Regions from separate parts of the Larimichthys crocea genome. Here region 2 is linked to region 1. The links are chromatin contacts, called in public Hi-C maps. All regions are on one chromosome and are shown on one strand. The core of a region is the stretch at or near the end of the contact, and the rest is flanking DNA. Distances in the headings are between cores, read along the strand shown.

Region 1 (7,031 bases), core at 1,315-3,814:
TAAAAAAATATCACAAACCAATTGACACATGGGTCCTGTTGATAATACAGCTGGTGGCTTGTAGAATATAGTTTATTGTTATTGTTTTATTAATCAGTATTCAGAGCAATGGTTCAGTATTTAAATTCAATGTCGCACAGACAGACAGACAGACAGACAGACACACACACACACACACACACACACACACACACACACTCACACACAGAGGGATCCCCTTGATATGTGAAATTTCATTTCTGTCACTGACCTTATATAGATTAAAGGGAAGTGGTCACAACAAACTGTACATGTAAGTAATTGAATCTCTGGGATTAGTAGAGTCTGTATGATGGCCTTTATCTATTGTTGACTTCCTCTCAAACCTGTCTCATAACAGCCTCAAAATACTTCTTGCTACTGCACCTTGAACTATCATTTGGTTTGAATTGCACTGTGTGTGCAGTTCACACGTTTTTCGTATATGAGGTTGCTAAATAAAGCTGGTGAGAGTTAAAATGAGATTGATTTTGGGTTTCAAAAATCCCCTGACTGATGAGAAGTGATTTGTTTATTAACTATTCTGGGGCGTGGTGGTGCTTTCATAGCCTCCCACATCATTCTCAGTGGCCAGCACATTCTCAAATGTTTTTTGGGTAGTCTGTCAAGGAATACACATGGAAAATCCCAAGAAATCCTTGTTTGCTGTATGTTCCCTAAATTCCTAACTAAAGTCAGAACACAATTTTCTAGAATATTTTTCCCCCTTAATATTTAACTGAAAATGTACGTTCATTGTTACAGTTCAAAAACATATTGGCCAGTTGCCATAGAGACCTGATCATGGGCCTGTGTGTGTCAAACCCCACTTTGTCCTTGTAAGAGACCGTTGATGTATTCAGGCTGATCCTCACTTTTCCAGCTAGCCAAAACAGAGCCTTTCTTCCTATGTGTAATTGATTACGAAACAGCTTCGTTTCCTAACCACATTTGCCTAACTCAGTGGAAAGTATCATGAGGTCAATGAAAGTTGTAAATGAGAACTTAAAGAAGCCAAGAAAGGAGTATCAGAGTGCAAAGATAATCACACTGAGCTAACACTGGCATTGTGGGTTGGAGACAGATATATAAATAACCAGCATGCATTCATGAAAATAAATAAAAGTTTATACATTAGAGATTCTGACATGGATTCTGACTGGAAACTCTAGACTTCATGAATGGCAAGTAAGATCAATTAATCAAAATGGATTGATTGGATTGTAAAAAAAAATATGTTTTATCAAATGTGGGAAAAGAACAAAGATCAAAGGCTGAATGTGAAACATGGTGGTTAGAGGTGGTGTTCTGAACAAACCATCTGTGGGAGTATACCGTATACAGTTCTGAGAAAATAGCACCGCACCTGTGTCTAACAAAACATCAAACACAGGGCACTTTGACCCAAAAGCCACAGTTCACCAGATTACAGAGTACAAAGTTACAAAGTCACACACAAATTCACTGATCATATATATAGCCATGCATTTCCGGTACAAGTAAAAGTGAGTTCATAGGGCCCACTTTGGTGCCACAATGCATTGCTGTTTTGTGAATTTGTGATATTGTGTCATTAATGTCCACTTCATATCACCCTCTTCAGACTAATCACTGCAACTTGAAAAAAGGACAGACTAGAGATACTGCTGGATGAACAAATCACTCAAAGTGCAATCTCACATTTCCTCACAAGCTTAAGTTATTTGCGGGACTAGCATGACTAGAATTGCCTCATGTCAGATTATTGACGCAAGAAGACTCTCTCTCTCCTTTCACAATGGAATATTAGTTTATTGCTTACCCATAATAGACTAATCGAGTCATTGGTTTCACTTCTCCCATGGAATCCCTTTTAATTGTGTAGCTGTGCATTTCTGTAAATGTTTGCCCTCCAAGCTTTTTGTCAAATTTTAGCTAGTTTACTGACAACTAAGGGAATGTTTCCTCGAGGCAAATCCAAAATGCAACAAATTTAGAGTCATTAAACTTAAGTTAACTCTGATATTTCATTTTATCTTTCTCCTCATTGAAGATTCTTTGTGGACTAATCAGCCATATCAACTGAGACACATCATGTCAAACCTACAACACAAAACAATTGTTTTTGTCATGTCTGTTTGTTTGTTTTCCAAAGAATCTATGTTGCATGGTCAGGTGAGACTGAGCTGACGAACAAACAAGGAAGTTCAGTTAAGTTTTCTTCCTTCTGTGACGTCGCAATAAATGTAGTGAAAGCACACGCACAGACATGTCACCACGCTCAACCCTCACGCCCACATTGTTAGATGGAATTCTGTTTCAAGCTCAACCCAAGTTACATATTCAAGTTAAATCTCAGTAAAACAAACATTAGTTACATACAGTATTATATTTGTTCCTATCGTGTTGTATTCAGAGATACAACAAGTTTTGTACAACTATAAAAACAATACAGTGTAAAGTTATGTTGTTGTATATTGCTGATATATGGCTTAAAAAAGGGTGTGAAAAAAAAACATTAATGTCAAATGACTCATAAGGCTCCACCCAGCAACCGTACACTGTATGAAGAGGAAGTGTTACGCCTTACTCTCACTCATAGACGAAGAGCTCGAGACAGCATGATGGTAAGAGCTTTCTTCCTTGTCTTTCTGGAAGACAAATAATATTGCGTTTAAGCCTATTACTTTTTATCATGCTGATGTTAGAAAGGACATCATGGACAGGTATTAACATAGCTTTCTGTATAAAAGAAATATCTGAAATGTCATTGAGCAGCAGCCCGTGAATGTTATGCATGTGTGCATGTGTGTGTGGGGGGGGGCTTATAGCCTCTCAAAATCTAAATCTTTATAGGAAGAGGTTGGTTTCAATTGCTCCCTATGCCATAATTATGTACTCTGTTTTAGCCACACGTAAACTAACACCTGCACGCATACCAGACAATTTTTCAACAGCGGTTATGACTAAGTGAATATGTGAACAGTGTAAATCATTGATACTTGTATAAATGTATTTGTTCATTTTATTCATGACTGGTTTAGTTGAAGGATATTGTGGCCAAGTGACTAAAGTTAAAGATACTCTAGGAATTAGAACTGTTTATGAAAGAGCTATCTAGTATTCATAACAGTCGTTATCTAAAATTGTAGTTAATCATACTTGTAATCCTAACTGAATTAAAGAAGTCAGCTTGTATTGTGAAAGATACAGTGATTTGTAAAGCAGTGTAGCAACAGCTAAACAAATAAAACTCTTCTGCCAGAGGTTTATTACCATAATTTCATCACCCTCATGTGAAGTATCAGCTTCTATATTAAAACGGCATCAGATGACTGAATGTTGTAAGACTGGTATGTGGTTTTGTAGCTTATCTAGCAGCCAAAGTGTAATTGCATGCTGCTAAGTGTTTCCTTGAAAACCAATGCAGCCAGCAACTAGGGCATTCCAAATCGCATTACATCATGTGGGAATCTCCATAATAATACATACGGCATTCATTTAAGAAACAGTTAATGCCGTAAGGAAATCGTTCTCCCAAATTCACCTATACCTACTGTAAGTTAGGTGGACAAAAAGTACCAAATATTGTAATAAGAAATTAGGGAAAGCTCACAATTCATTCCACACTTCCATCTGCTATCACGTTTCCTGAAACTAAAGAAAAATTGTACAGTACTTTAGGTAATCATATTAACCATGGGAATTTCCTCAGATGTGGTTTCTGGTGAGGAGCACAAGGCTATTCAGAATGAATCATGGTGTAGGTGATTCCCCGGGGAATCCTCTGTCTAACTTCATTTTTTTAGCACTTGCTTTATTCTATTCTGTGAATTTGTGTTTTAAGCAGGCTACAAAGTTTCAGTACAAAGAACTGCTCTCAAAAACTGAAAGTAGACTGCGTTATTTCTAGACTACATGTGTACACTATGAGTAAAATTAGACCAGGTTTCTCAGAAGACAAGGTGTGTGATGTATTTAAATTTCACAATCTGTTTATATTTTTTTATCCTGGCAAAACAATTGAGATATTGTTTACTACGTGGGAATTCCCTAAACCTTAGATGGCTACTAGCTTCTACAACATCACAACTAATTTACAGAAATATGAACTAACTGATACTTTCAGTATTTGGTAACTATAAAGCACATACAAAACAACATAAACTAGTAGGCACTGTTTGAGGTGTGATGGTAGATTCAGGAATACACCCTCCTGCAGAACAGAAACAGATCTCTGATAAGTCTCACTGGGACTTTCCTGTAGCTTGGTCTCTGTTGAAAACAGTTCCTTTGGATGTGTTTATGAATCCTCATACAATCATGTGAGCTAGCACTATTACACTACTACTTACTACTACACAGTTTTAGACAATATATGTAGTAGGGGGCTCTGTTCCATTCTTTATGAACTATGAGGTTCTGGTGGTACACTATTTCCCATAATGATTTTCAAAGTATGTAAGCTTAAGACATGTAAACAAAGACAACTTATTTCAGCATGACAGGACATTTTTGATTGCTGCATGAGCACTCTACTATGAATGCTTGGATGGATTCCTGCCTGATTAATGCGGCTGTTCACAGATTCAAAAATGTAAACATAATGAGATAAGTGATCAACTTATTTTTTCTTTTCAACAGGCAACACCTTGCAAGCCACAGTGTTTCCCGTAAGTACCCCACTTATTGTCTGAAACTGTCTGCAGTTGACATTGAAAAGCTGTGACTCACACACAACTTACCCCAGCCTGCTGACAGATGTTAACAGAGAATGATGTCATCAGTAAAGTCAGAGGGTCAGCACTCTTCTTTAATGAAGTGTTATGCTTTCAATAGTAAGTAGTGATGTAGTCATGAAAAGTATACTAACCCATGTGACTGGAACAAGGCTAGTCCTTGTGACTCTTGTGACTTTCTGATTCAAACACCCTCTTGATTCTTACTGTAAGTTGACCACAAAGGTTTGCCAGAAAAAAAAAATACTGAAACAAACAAATTGCACAAATGACTACCTACAAGATCCTTCCGTATCAAGGGTCATCAACTGACTTTACAGTACTGTACTATAAATGTATCACAGCAAGTTTGGAGGTCAGGGTTACAAGGAACGAGGAACGGGGAACTAATGATAAGGACCTAGACAGAAACTTGCTCACATATTCCTTCTAGTGAAGCCTATGTATTTGTTTTTGTAAGACAGAGATGGGACAGTTTCCTTTCAACTTTAGGAAGACTTGGTGACAGAGGAGGGTTAGTTCACTTAGTATTGATCAGTCTGTATGAGCGCATTTCCGGGCATAGGGCCAGGGAACTTTAGAAGTATTGTTTGTGCTGTTTTATAGCTATGTCTTACTGTAATGCCCCTGCGTTACCTGGGTAACCATGTAAACATTATGTTTTTTCCCCTATGTCTTCCAAGAAATCAGAGGCTTTCCTTCAGCCTGCCGTCTCTGGTCATGATTATAACCTGGCTTTTTTCTGTCACAGGTGAGCTGTCTTATCTTATCAACAACACACTCACTTCAACACACCTTCATCATTCATCAGTTTTACAGTGAAAACAAGTTGTTTATCTAAATAGATATAGGCATTAGCATTAGTGATACTGCAGATTTGTAAATTAATAAAAGCAACATCAAATGTGTTATGATACAAACAAACAGTGTTGAAGCTAAAAAAAAATAAAAAATCAGATAGCGACATATAATGTGAGAGATTCGAAAGATGAACATACAAAGAATTATCAACTAACACTGCAGTTCTACATAACTTTTTTTTCTTTGTCTGTTCGTTCTATATGTTGTTACAGACAGCCAGTTACCGTAGCTCAGCATAATAACTGAAAACTGGATCCAGACTAGCTGTTTTGAGACATGTTTTGAGACTTGGCAAGAAAGCGCATTACATGAACTATTCTCTAAATATTCCTGTAAGGCCCATATATTTACTATTAGAGTTCCACTATTCTCATCTACCCTATTTTGAATAACTTGCACTGTGGGGAGAGACATTTTTCTCTGAAGTTGGTGAACAAACAAAACGGCTAATGCATTCATGAGGTGACTGAAAGCACTCATGAACAAAGTGATAACGAAAAGAAAAAGCTTAACCTCTCTGTCACTTTCGATATTGTGACCTTTAGATCATGTAAAACATGAAAGGGACACTACTACTAATATATGTTTAACAAAAGACAAGTTAAATGGGGCTGAAGAGGAACTGAGATTAGTCCCCTACGTCATGAAGCATAAATCACCAAACAAAAATCCCTGACCTTCACGCCTACCTACATCCTAAACTCTTTGCTCAATGTTAATCGTATGGGTCTGTTAATCATTTTATTAGCAGACTTGCAACATAACACAAACACAAAAACATCAATGTTTTGGCTTACAGCAAACAACCTCTGGTCCCCTTCTTAATTTGCTTTGTTTTTCATATTACACTACACAATTCAATAGTCCTACAGTCCACACTTCCATATAAAACAACAAACAGTTACAGTGGAATATTTATATAACGTACTTTACAAAAAATACTACCAATGCAGACACAATTTTCAGAACAGATGACATTCATAGCTGGAATTGGGCTTTCTATAAAACACAGATTTTAAATAGCCTAAAGTAGTTTCTGATTGTTCACTGGGGGTTGCATTCAGTTCTCTTCAGACTATTTAATTGGGTAATGTTTCCCAGCATACTCTAACACTTTAATCCTGTTTATTTTTCTCTTCTAGAAAGTGCTGCTCCGATTACGGTCAAAGGGGAGGTTGGTGGAAATGTGACCATCTTCCACCTGAATGAGGGGCCAGTTGAATTCTTCTACTTTCAGAGGGGTACAGAGTATGTGAACGGCTACCATTCTACAAAGCCTTTGAACGATTCTGTGCCATGGCCTAACACCAGATTGAGTGAAGACAAGAGAACTCTATACATGTACAACTTGAACATCTCACACAGTGGTAATTATGAGTGCTACGTCAATAAGAACCCCCAAGGAGATGTCATTCAATACATCGTCCATCTCAA
Region 2 (7,031 bases), core at 3,246-5,745, 190 kb after region 1:
ACATCACATTGCGTCCTTGATGGAGCAGTGTAGGACGGATGAAATGCCAGAATGATCTGGGGTCACATTTCCATGGCAACCCCCTCACTGTTGTACTTGCACTGTTGTAGTAAAGCCGAAAATCAACAAGCAGCCAATGGATCAGTTTGTCTCATTTGATGCTTGTCAGACTCTCTCACACAAATTTAACTCAATAATCTCTCAAATGGTCACTTGAAACTTGATTGATGTAAATTTGGATCAATAAGTAAATTAATACTGAAACGTGATGGAAGAGAGTGTGTCAAATCATGGAGAATTGGATTGAAAGGTATGGTAGATGAACACGATCCAGTTACCACACTGTATGTGCGTAATCTGACACTGACACTGTTAAGCAGAGTGTGTGGGCTACAGTGGAGTGCATCACATAGCGACAGGTCCCCCGGTTAGAAGAAAATAAGATTACAGCGACACAACAAACGCTACAAGGACACTCTAGATGTGTGCACAAATGATGTGTAACTATGTACAACTGTGTAGCACACACATAAATATCTATAGGGTAAAAATGCTCTTTTTTGCAACACTCCTCCGCAAATCACAAGCACAACAGAGTCAGCGTCACAGTCAGCAAATCAATTATTCAATGGCATTTCAAAATATCCGTGGATACCCATGGTTGCCATAGACACATAGCTGATTTACAGGGTTGTCACTTGACTGTAATATTCCTACTCTAAGTAGGACAAATAGACAGAGGAAAAAAACCCTGCATGATGTCAACAGAGAAATGAGATCGTCGGTTTTGAAACATTCATTCTTATGTCATTCTTGCTTCACTGAACAGTTGAAGATTTGAATGTCATTTGTGTGGTACACATTCACTTTCTGGTATTTCATACCTAAAAAAAACAATCATCTTGATTGTTTTTCGCATGTCACATCACTTACTTACAATTTGTAAGTGACATTTTGACTCAAAAGGCAGATCTGTCAATCTACTTCAACATTGTGCAACTCCACTCTGCAAAAATGTTGTTGAAACTGTGATCAAGGGATACAGTCTTACTTTACTGGCAAATTTATACCTAATTTTAAAATTACTGTGAGCAGAAACGACTCGAAAACGTTCACAGCAACAGATATGGATTTAGTATGTAATATTATATAACACTATGTTCATTTATCACATTTTTTTATTGAGCAGAAAAATGCAAATTCAACGCTCTTTGAGAAAAGAGAGTATGTCATCATGCAGCAGGCTGTTCCAGAGCCTGGATGCATACAAACTAAAAGCAGCCTCAGTATCGATGTTAACTGTCAGAACAGGTTGACAAGCTGTCATAGTGTCTCTGACTACCAACACGACCTGATAACAGCGACGGCACACAAACTGGGTGATGCTGCAAGCGCCCTTCAGAAATGAAGTAATATAAAATTTAAAAATATCTATTTAATTTAGGGGGCTGCAACCAATGATTCCTTTTATTGTCAATTCATCTGGTTGTTTATCTCAATTAATCATTTTATATTTAACTGAATGAATCCTTTGGTCTATAGAATATCAGCAAAAATTGCCCTTAGTAACAACTTAAAGCGTCACAGTGTCTGATCAATAGTTGAAAACCCAAAGATACTCAGTTTACTGTCACAAAAAACTAAAAAATAAACAACTGAGAGTGGAAAACCAGTAAACTTGTTTGCTCAAAAAAGAATCAAACAGTTAATAGATTTTTCTGTCTATTAATCTAATTAAGATAGATCTATCTATCTGGCTCATCGCTCTTTGTCTAGATCCAGATGAGGGGCCACAGAGTCACAGGTCAGGAGGTCATACCCTCCAACCAACTCTGAACTACAAACACATACATGCAAAATACACATCTATCCATCCATTTCCTGTAACCACTTATCCTCATCAGGCTTGCAGGGGGCTGGAGCCTGTCCCAGCTGGTACTCTGCGTGAGGAAGGTACACCCTGGACAAGTCGCCAGTTAATCACAGGACTGACCTAAACGATTAGCTAAAACACATTTTATTTCTTCTGGTACACTCACACAAACATTCATGAGCAACAAATACAAAACCTACACCAACAACTTATTTCCTATAAGACAGCTGTTCACCTGATTGAAACCAGTTAGGTACAGCTCTGCCTGTTTTCAAGATTGGATACAGTCCAATGTTCTGATTTTAAGGCATATTTTCAGTCTTTGATAGTAATTATCTCCTTGGGTAACAAGGTGAAAATGATGTCTCTCCCCTGTAGTAGAAATCAGAAAGATGTATCTTTCATCTGCGCAGGGCGACGGGGTGGATTTTAATATGAATAAGCCTTCTGAAATGAGAAATCAGTCAAACAGAGTCAAATAACCATAAGAAACACCACCAGCTGGTCAGATCATCAGTATCCTCCCTCCTCTCTCGTCTCATACAACTGATGGGGAGGAAACTCTTAGCTGCCTGCAATAAACATGCTGTGATAGACAGTCGCCCTGTGGCGCTCTTGTGTATCAGGCAATAAACGGATCATGCTGCCCTCTTGTGCCTGTTTGAGCAAAAGTGGAAGAGATTTATGAGAAAGTCTCAATCAGGCGTCATTTGGAAATACATCATGACACGTGGGTGTTGAAATATTCATAAGTTCCTCGGGTGGACTGCTTGAGAGTTATAAAGAAGGTGAAATTCTCAATGCGTTCAAAGAAGTTTACGCACACGCACACACACACACACACACACACACACACACACAGTCTGTCTGCCTCTCAGAGGAGCCCTGCGGACAGATTTATCCTGTGATGGTCATTCCTGTGCGCTCTGCTGCGTTCCTGCAGCGGGATAAGCTGCACCCCGTGCCTGGCTCCAGCAGCATGTGACCGGCTTGTGATCCCGAGGTTTGCGCAGATGTCTGCCCTGAGCCCGACTGTACCAGTCTACAGAACTTGAGGGGGAGAAGCATATGAGGGGGGGGGATAAATAAATCTATCCCATCTCTCTCTTTTCATATGAGTTTCCACACATTGCACATTCTTGTTATGTGCAGATGATCGTCACGCTGTACCATGTGCTGCAGATGATGAGAACACTTAGTGCAGTCCTTTATTTTGTAATAAAAAGGTTTCCTAAACCACTTTGTAACTTCAGAAAATTCAGATTTCATAAATAATCATCAATTGTAAGAGGAGTATCTATTCCAGGTGATAAAACAATATTATTGCCACCATTATCACCAGCAGTGTAACTACTGTAAATACAGTTCCTCAAGCACTGTACTAGAAGAAAAAAATAGGGTACATTAATATTTCCGTTTATGGTAGTTTATACCTTTACTTCACTACATTTCAGAGAGAATTATTGTACTTTTTTACTCTACTACAGTAGCTTCACTTACACCAGTTACAACATGAAAATATTGCTTATGAGTAATGCATCAGTGATGCATTTTCAGAAACATTATTGGTTTAGCTTTACTGCTTCTCGACTTGATTTCCAATCTTTCATGTAGAGTAATAAAAATCCAAGATATATTCTGGCTGTTTATTCTCAAAGATTCGATTCGAGATTCAGTAAATCTAAACTGTACGCATAAGCAGAGCTGATTGAAGTTTTAAATATTAAATTCTCCCAAGTGTTCCTTGTGTTGTCCATTTTATTTTGTTTTTATTTTGTGTTTAGACTCATATCTCAGATTTAGACTCAGAACTCGTGCATTATTCTATGTTTTATGTCATTAAAATAAAAGAAACAGACTTTTTATGATAAGTGAGTTTATTTTTAGATGATGTACTCAGACACTTACTGTTTGCAGGCACAGTCCTAATTTGTGCATACAAAACAACATTAGTATGGCAACTTGGGTAGCAATCCTAGCTAACAATGGAGATAGGTCATACTCAAACTGAATCTAAATGAAAAAAATAGTTTTGGTCTGCTTGATTGTTAGCAAATGATGGCTTGAGTTGAGACAAGACAATGATTTAGCATGTTAAATAACTTGTCCAGACTAATTCATCTTATTTTGAATGCATTCCAACATAATCTATCCTCAACAAGTAGATTCTCATGTATTCCCAGTTACAGTTCCCAGTTCATCATCAGCTGAAAGGGAGTCAGCATAATGTCTGACATAGCTAATGAACCGAGGATAAACTAAGTGTTTGGCCATACTATCCAAACTATCCATTCTCTTTAATATACTGTGTAATATTAATTTTCCACCTCCTCTGCTTGTGTTTCTTTTCCATTTCTCACTTTTTTCTGTTTAACAACACACCAAACAGCAAACTTGATCATGCATAAATTTATGGCCAGCCTTTGCTAAATGGAGGGGGTGACAGCACTGATACACACACATACGCATTTTTGCCTGAGGTATAGTGGAGCAGAGGTCATCTGGTCTCAAGACAAATGAAAGAGGAATCAGGAATATTATCCTGAGCATGTGATGGTGTGTGAGTGCACATGCTAGTGTGTGTGTGTGTTCCTTACTGAGTTTTTGAGATCACAATGAGATCACACACTTTGTCAGAGGACAGCCCCTTAAACGACTCAATGAGTAGGCAGGGAACAGGAGACTGTTGGCTGGGTGTAAGAGAGAGGTGAAGAGAGGTGGAAGGAGGTTTGGTAGAGGGTTAGTTGGTAGCACAGAGGGGTAAGTTTCAAGAACCAGCAAGTGGCTTTTTTTTTTTAAAGTTAATAATTGGTTGCTTTTGAATGTAACTGAAGAGTGTGTGGTGTTTAATTTAATCTAAATTGACAGCAGAAGCCATCTCTAGATCAAACTTGGTTGACTTGTATTGCTCTGCTTGTAGCCTAATAAGACATAACTTTTAAGTACTGTATCTACTCCTCTGTGCTGCTTTTGCTTGTCAGCTGCGTAGTCTGAGAGGGTATCAGGATCTGTTGTGTCCGTCTTTTTCAGCAGGACTTTACATTCCCACTGTGGTTAAGACTGGAGTTGTTCTAACTTTTCATCATGAGGAGCCTGTATGTATCTGTAGTTCTGCTGCATCTCATTGGGGCTTGTTTATGCCAATTTCCTCGTCCATGTGCCAACTCAGAGGGACTACGGACCAAAGAGTGTTGTCCAGTGTGGGATGGTGACGGCTCACCCTGCGGCGCCCTATCAGGTCGGGGTTTTTGCACTGAAGTCGAGGTTTCAGATGAGCCCCATGGGCCCCAGTACCCACACAGTGGCATAGATGACAGAGAGCGTTGGCCTTTAGCTTTCTTCAACCGGACGTGTCGCTGTGCTGGAAACTATGGAGGCTTTAACTGTGGTGAATGCAGGTTTGGTTACTGGGGTTCAAACTGTGCTGAGTACAGGGAGTCAGTGCGCAGGAACATCCTGACCATGTCAGTTGCTGACCAACACAAGTTTATCTCTTACCTGAACCTGGCCAAGAACACCATCAGCCGTGACTACGTCATCTCCACAGCAACAAGAGCAGAGATGGGTGAAAACGGTGAGAACCCAATGTTCTCTGACATCAACACCTATGACCTGTTTGTCTGGATGCACTACTATGTGTCCCGGGATGCCTTCTTGGGAGGACCAGGGAATGTATGGAGAGACATCGACTTTGCCCATGAATCTGCAGCATTTCTACCATGGCACAGAGTCTACCTGCTTCACTGGGAGAATGAGATAAGGAAGATGACGGGAGATTTCAACTTCACCATCCCATACTGGGACTGGAGAGATGCCCAATCCTGTGAGGTGTGCACCGATGCTCTGATGGGTGGACGCAACTCCTTGAATCCTAACCTCCTCAGCCCTGGTTCAGTCTTCTCCTCATGGAAGGTAAAACATTTGATCGTCTTGCTGTGTGCGTCTGTGAGTGAAAGTATGTGTAAATGTATGAGCAAATCTTTCTTATCCATCATTAAGAGACTGAAAATTCCTCTCTCCGACAAACAGACAAAAGGCTTATTTTATTTCCTTTTCACTCTGCGGGTCTGTTGTTCTTTTGCTAGTTTAGCCTCCTAATCCAGAGATTTAGTTGGAAACACACATTTTTTAAAAGAATTCACCCTCACTTGATCAGCCAACATGAAATATCAGACTTAAAATCTGCCTTCAGAGGCTTTGTATCCACATCCCAGAAAAGAAATCTAAGACAGCAACTTTATTACAGTTATTTAGAGGAATCTGTCAGAAAATATTGTAGTGGTTTATACTTCAAACAACAATCATTTTCTCACAAAGCAAGCGACACCCCAGCCTGCATAATAGAAGCATTCCTCTGATGGATGGAGCTTTATGGACATCTATAGCCTCATTAAATGTGTGTGTTTGTATGTGTGCATGTGTGTAGGTTATCTGCACCCAGCCAGAGGAGTACAACAGCCGAGAGGCATTGTGTAACGCTACCGGGGAAGGTCCACTGTTGCGTAACCCCGGCAATCATGATCCAAACCGCGTGCCACGAATCCCCACAACAGCTGATGTGGAGTTGATTCTGTCCCTCCCCGACTACGAGACTGAACCCATGGATCGATTCGCCAACAGGAGCTTTAGAAACGCCATAGAGGGTACACACACACATTTATATTACTGTACATGTGTAACCACTGAATATGAACCTTGGGTCTACTGTTTAATCTAGGTAATGAGTTTTGAAAGATTTGTTTTCATGCAATGGTTGGAATACAAGTACTTGTGTGTCCATACATCCAAGAGAAGACTCAAACACAATGCAAGAAGAAATATATGCACCCAGGAAACAGATGCCCAAATCTCCCAAAACATGACAAGTCTTTCAAGAAGGACTGAGTAGTTTATTGCTCAGTTTTATTTGAGCAATATCTTCTTGCTCAAGCCCAGTTTTCTCGTTCACACTAGTGTCTAACTCATAGTTACCTTGAGGCATTTTCTACACGCATCACTCAAAGAGTCAACTCCACTCTAAATGACTTCAACAGTCAGTGGCCTTGAGCTGGTTTTAAGCTCAGTAACTCCCTTGCCTATCATCCATCTTACTTATATGAAGTGTTTCAAAGATGTGAGAAAGAGAGTGAGTACATTCAGCCTATTCAGCTCCTTCTTA

Evidence for each region. Hi-C and Micro-C count contacts between places; a contact is called where the count stands out from the background.
Region 2: a contact with region 1 is called in a Hi-C map of muscle, with 4 times the contacts expected there. The contact joins the promoter of tyr here to the promoter of LOC104920115 in region 1. A contact is called at or near these places in 2 of 7 Hi-C or Micro-C datasets (both in muscle).

The regions. Positions count from the first base shown.
Region 1 is chrVII:8,253,887-8,260,917 of L_crocea_2.0, forward strand. LOC104920115 reads left to right here and starts at 2,565. Exons shown (of 8, transcript XM_010732272.3): 1 at 2,565-2,624; 2 at 4,642-4,670; 3 at 5,420-5,487; 4 at 6,740-7,031. The coding sequence starts at 2,619.
Region 2 is chrVII:8,446,349-8,453,379 of L_crocea_2.0, forward strand. tyr (tyrosinase) reads left to right here and starts at 4,496. Exons shown (of 6, transcript XM_019254738.2): 1 at 4,496-4,633; 2 at 4,904-5,785; 3 at 6,300-6,516. The coding sequence starts at 4,958.